Linked DNA regions of Danio rerio: region 1 is linked to region 2. Evidence: chromatin contacts called from public Hi-C data. All regions are on one chromosome and are shown on one strand. Each heading gives the region's core, a stretch centred on a gene start, on an enhancer-like site or on the middle of the called end of the contact. The rest is flanking DNA. Distances are from core to core; before and after follow the strand shown.

Region 1 (2,803 bases), core at 296-2,795, 63 kb after region 2:
TTTTTAATGTTTTCACGTTGTGAGGATTTGCAGCATGTGTGCTATCAAATGGATGAAGCTCTTTTTACAATGTGCTGACGTTTTTTTGTAATTGCACACTGGTGCTCCACAGGGCTGTGTTCTCAGCCCACTCCTGCACTCCCTTTACACACGACTGTACAGCCAAACACAGCTCCAACATCATCGTTAAATTTGCTGATGACACAACGGTGGTATCACCAATAATGATGAGACGGCCTACAGAGACAGCAGTTCCGCAGCATCAGGTCACGCACCAGCCGACTGAAGGAAAGCTTCTTCCCTCAGACTATTAGGCTGATGAACACTTAACACACCTCACACAGACTCTTACATACCCCTCACCATCACCATGCACACCATCAATATGTAGCATGCACTGTACTTTTACAGCTTCATACTTGAAACAACACTGCCTACAACTTTGTAGACACCTATTTATTGTACATATCGCTGTCAATTTTACATTGTCCTTTTTTTTTTAAGAGTATCCTGTTGTATTTTGCACTGTCTGTATTTTGCACTGTCATTTTATTTGTACTGTCTGCATTTTGCACTGTCGTTGTATTTGCACTGTTTGTATTTTGTACTGTCTAGAGCCAGCACCTAAACTTTTTACTCATCATCCGCTTGTTAAATGTGACATCACGCGGAGCGGCTTCCGGGTCCAAGCGCTCTATTCAACTGAATGGGGAGATTCATGAAATGGTAATAATAAACGTTTACAAAGCGATTTAATACTTTCGAAAGTCACGATCGCAATATATATGTCCATGCCTAATATCCGATGGCCAGAAAATGATTCATTGTTTTATAAATTGTTAAAATTTTGGTATTTGTTATGCAGCAAGCCCAGAGATTGTTGTGTACACTATGACTTTATGTAAAATTAACTTTAATGTGTGATAGGAATAAAACGCAATCATAAACGAATGATTTCTCCACTCAAATGAATGGCGGCTTGGACCTGGAAACAGTATACATACGTCACAAACACGTCACCACTTAACAAGAAGATAGCACATGTGCTGCTGATGATGTGGCAATTGATTTGATTTGTTAAGCTCTCTCTGCCAGCATACCTCTGGCCTTCAGAGATTTACTGCTGATCACAGAGCCGTGCTCTCCCATAAAGATGTGCATGAGAATCACAGCTTTTGCTAAAACCTTTAATCTCGATTTACACTAATCTAATCTATTTTCTACATCTATACACTAATCACGCAGCACTAATAAACAACTGAAAAAAATCACATCTATTTTTCAACATGACACACGGAACCTTCTTTAAGGGCCCTGTCACACTGATTCAAATATAGTTCAGGTAAGTCAATGAAATGTGGACGGGTTTTGGGTTCTGTCAGGCATGGTCTGTTTAGAGCCTGGCACATGTCGAGAGCCAGAAACCACACTGTATGTCAGCATTGAACTCCCAGGAGGTGAGGCGGCAGAGTGCTGAATGGCGCTGTTTGTGAGACTGGATGGGTGGGATTGGAGTGCAAATGTGTGTGTGCGCTGAGGGCTGTGTAGTGTTGTGGACACTTGCTGAGTGTGCGTCCCCCACTGAGTCTGACAGCAGCAGCTCAGACTATGCCTGCCTGATGAGTGAAAACAGAGCCCGAAAAAGCACAGAAAGCTAAAACCACAGTGAAGCAAATGAAAAATACCCAACCCTTTCAGACGGCAAGGTTGAATGCTTCATAAAGAGAGTGTGCTCTGCATTGTACGGCACTACATAAGCACCTATGTATGACACATGTACAACAAAGGCGTAACATAAGATTTGTAAAGTGCAGAGCAGGCAAGTGAGCGCTTTGTTTTCATCACAAAGAGCAGCCATCCTCTCACCCGTCCTGTCCTGCCGTTACGCCTCAGACATATTTAGAACCGCCGGAAGGAAAGAAGAGCCAGAGTATCATTTTCAACCAGTGTGTAATTCAGAGACCCTTTATGTGTTTTGTGCTTTACTCTATGAGAGAGAGAGAGAGAGAGAGAGAGTCAAAGACTTTAGCCCATCTGTCAGTCTCTTTTCTTGAATATGTCCATGTAATTCCGTTTTATTACTCCCAAAGGGAAGAAAGGATGAAAGGGGGAAAAAGAAAGCGTGAAGGAAAAAGACTGAAAGGAAATGGGTGCATGTGTATGAAACCTTATGAAATGAAAGAATGAGATAAAGAGAGGAATGTTCGCTAATAAGTACTTGGATAAGTGTCAATGTAGGCTACAGGGAATGAAAGAAAAGGAAGAAAGAAAGGAACAGATGTAAAGAGGTAGATTAAAAGTAACCGGTACTGTATGCAGTCTAGCAGAGTTAAAAATGAGCACTGGAGCCACGGCTGAGCTCTTAACGTATATTAATGAAAAATTAAACTAGACATCTAAATAACAATCATGATACTAATATTTGAAACTAATTTAGTAGTAGTAGTAGTAGTAGTAATAATAATAATAATAATAATAATAATAATAATAATAATAATAATAATAATAATAATAATAATAATAATAATTATTATTATTATTATTATTATTATTATTATTATTATTATTATTATTATTATTATTTGCATTGCACTTTTCCTAGATACATGCAACTTAAAGTGCTTCACAAACAAACAAGTATTAAAAAAACATCAATATCAGGGTAATATATAAAAAAATGGATAGACAAATACGAAAAAAAACAAAAAACAAATGTATAAACCAATAGAGCAAAATAAACAACAAATATATAGTCAGATAAATGCATACATGTACACATATTTGCATATATTTACACACACCC
Region 2 (2,992 bases), core at 205-2,704:
TGTCACAAAACTACTGCCACATTAAAAGAGCATTTGAGATTGTGCTGGAGATGAGAGTCTGATGAATGAAACATTAGCAGTAACTTCCTGCAACAGTAAGTGACGCAACATCTTTTCCCGGAATAAGAGAGTCTCATCCCAAGGAGAAGCACTAGAAAAAAGACAGTTGGGGTATGTTTACATAAACTATGTCATTGTGTCTACAGCAGGTATGCTATTTGTGACGTATCAGTTCCTTCCAAACTATACACTTCCTCAGCAGTATGTGTAGTGTTACTCACAGGATGTCAAAAAGTTTTAGTCTGAAACTTTTAAAAACCCAAAATAGTTATGTACAGTAGCAATCGGATGTGCAGCTATGCAGACTCGAGCGCAAAAGTCCCTCGAGAAGTCCCAGAAGTCATTGCATAAACACTAAAATTAAAATTTTTATAAAGGCATAAACACATTAAGGGTGTTCATTTACTCAAATTCAATGGCTTTTATGGATAGAATATATTGTGAAAAGGGGGAAAAACAATAAATTGTTGTATGACTGCTTTAATGTTTAAATCATTTTCCATTAAAATGCGTAAAAGTCATGTGATCATCAGGAAGAACCATGGAAAAACGCAGCATCTTATTACCCAGCACGCATTCTCTGTTCTCATGGTCTACTGAGTTCGTTCTTTCTTAGGTAACTTGGCTAGATCGCTCTCTCTTGCATTCTTGGAATTAAGAACCAGCCAAAGTTTTTCAAAGCTTCGAAACAACTGAACCAAAAGTAGAGATTCACCACTGTGGACAATCTGAAGGCCACGTGATTCATGTTAATTGTATATTATTAAAGAGATCGCCCCCTAGTGGAGAGCCATTGAATTTATTTATTTTTAATATTTCACTTATGATGTAATGTGCGCTCCGTTTACTGAAATCATGTGACCTTGCTAATTTGGTACAAGCTCTAAAATCACTGATTCATCCTTAAATGGTTGTCATGAAGCAGTTCTTTAAAAGCAGTCATCACTAACATGTGGTACTAATCAGGTATACATCTACATTTCAGTACAGAACAAAATGCAGCATAGATTAAAATAAACGTTTTCAGTTAACATGATTAAATTCTGAACAACATTTTTGAGTTTGAAGATTGTGTTTGATTAATTTATCTTGTTAGCCTGTGTCATGTTAGACTACTACTATTTTAGAATACAGCTCATTACTGGACAAGCTAAAAAAAGAGCTCAGCTACAGCACACTATTAAAATATGTAGCGGAGTCCATGTTGCTACTTTTAGCTGCTCTCCAGCAGTGCCAGACTACATATTCTCTCTTTGTCAGACAACCCAAGCTGGTAGGTCACCGCCACAAAGAAAAAAAAAAAGGTCAAACATACTGTACTGTACACGCACACAAACACACCTCTGTCAGACTCAACACACTAAGGTCAAAGAGAAAGACAGACAGGAAAAGAGGGAGCTCAACTCAGACATCAGGAAGGAGGGTGGTCAGACGGCCAGACAGTCAGATGTCGGAATCCTGGGTAAGTGTTACCAATATTAAAGGAAAAATAAATGAGGTCATGAAAGAAGTGGGATAGAATGTGAATGAGAGAGAGAGAGAGAGAGAGAGAGAGAGAATGAATGAGCAGGAAAGAGAGCGACTGCTGCCCTAACATGCCACTCACAGCTATCATAACATGTGCTAGGAGTCGAGGTGTTAGGTTTTCCGTATCATATTTCAGCGTTGGAGAGGCTCCCGCGGCAGGGCACAAAGGCTTTCACAGACTTGCCGTCGTGCCGAGCCACACTAATGCGTTTCATTCAGGTTGTGTTTGGATCACACACATCAGTTTAGCTAACATTTCCTCACTCGAACCGCTGTAGTCACTAATAACAGTAATAAACACCGACGCAAACATAATTACGCTGTTTGTCTGGGAGTTGTAGACAGAGTTTTAAACACTGTTCACACATTAGGTAATTACATGAAGGCTTGTAAAACAGGCAGGAAAAAAGAAACGGCTGAGAAAAATACCTACATACAAAAAGCTTTTTCACGGATCAATTCAATCCATTAAGGACCATTTTGAGGCTGGAAATGTATAAATCTGACACGGCGCGCTTCCAAAATGTCAACGTCAAGCTTACTATTATGACACATTTCTATTTTTATGTTTATATGAAACAATGTATTATAGCTTGTGTATTGAATTTCCCCCGAAAACAGCTTGATTATTCTCTGCTTATAGTGAAGATGGAGGAACTAATAATAAATAGACAGACAGACAAGGGTGGTGCGATTAATCAAAATTGAATCTAAATCATGATTTGAAATGTTGCGATTAGCAAAAAATTGCAAAAAAGGGAAAATGATGTAATTATGTAAATTTATCACAAAAAAAATTAAAAATGCACGTAAGCAGGGGTGGATTTAGTTATTTTGGGGCCCTAAGCAATTACAGGCATGGGTCCCCAACAATCCTAATATGCACCCACTGTATTTTTATTCATTTATTTTTTATTTATTCATCACTCAATCTACTGTTCTACATTTGTATTTTAAAGCAATCCTTACATTTAAATGATTTGTTTTCTTAAGTTCCTAGGGCGTAGTGGCCACATACGTGGACAGCACGTTTTAGCTCTTAAGTGGCTATTTAAAATACTTTGAATGTTTTATATTTTGTTACAGACATACCGTCTTATCCTGCAACTGTTTTGCAGCATATATGAAATGTCCCAAACCCTATTTTTAACTGTCCAAAAATAGTTTTTACTCTCCGATGGTCAAAACATGTTCAAAAAATTTTTCTATGTTTAATATGCATAACGAAACAGTCAGGGAAAAGTGTTTTATGTAAATTTGGACCACGAGTCCACATATATGGACATTGTTTTGTTTTTTTTACCTAAAAGTACATCATATTAAAAGATGATACTTAGGTTTTTTACTCTAATTAGGTTTCAATAAGCCCAAATAGCAAACTTTTTTTTTTTTTTTTTTTTATAAA

What was found. A called contact is a pair of places that touch in the nucleus more often than the background predicts.
Region 1: a Hi-C map of embryo shows a contact between it and region 2, with 3 times the contacts expected there. The contact joins two enhancer-like sites. A contact is called at or near these places in 2 of 18 Hi-C or Micro-C datasets (embryo and gastrula embryo).

Annotation. Positions count from the first base shown.
Region 1 is chr2:42,742,581-42,745,383 of GRCz12tu, forward strand. All of the region lies in intron 1 of LOC141378646, which reads right to left. It also overlaps a transcript of spsb4a not described here. Among named protein-coding and RNA genes, the nearest start is that of spsb4a, 40 kb to the left of the region's middle. Within about 2 kb of position 1,546, at least 32 of the 62 cell types and tissues checked have an H3K27ac peak or open chromatin away from gene starts, as enhancers often do.
Region 2 is chr2:42,679,532-42,682,523 of GRCz12tu, forward strand. The region is part of intron 1 of spsb4a (splA/ryanodine receptor domain and SOCS box containing 4a); the gene reads right to left. All of the region lies in intron 1 of LOC141378646, which reads right to left. Among named protein-coding and RNA genes, the nearest start is that of spsb4a, 22 kb to the right of the region's middle. Within about 2 kb of position 1,455, at least 28 of the 62 cell types and tissues checked have an H3K27ac peak or open chromatin away from gene starts, as enhancers often do.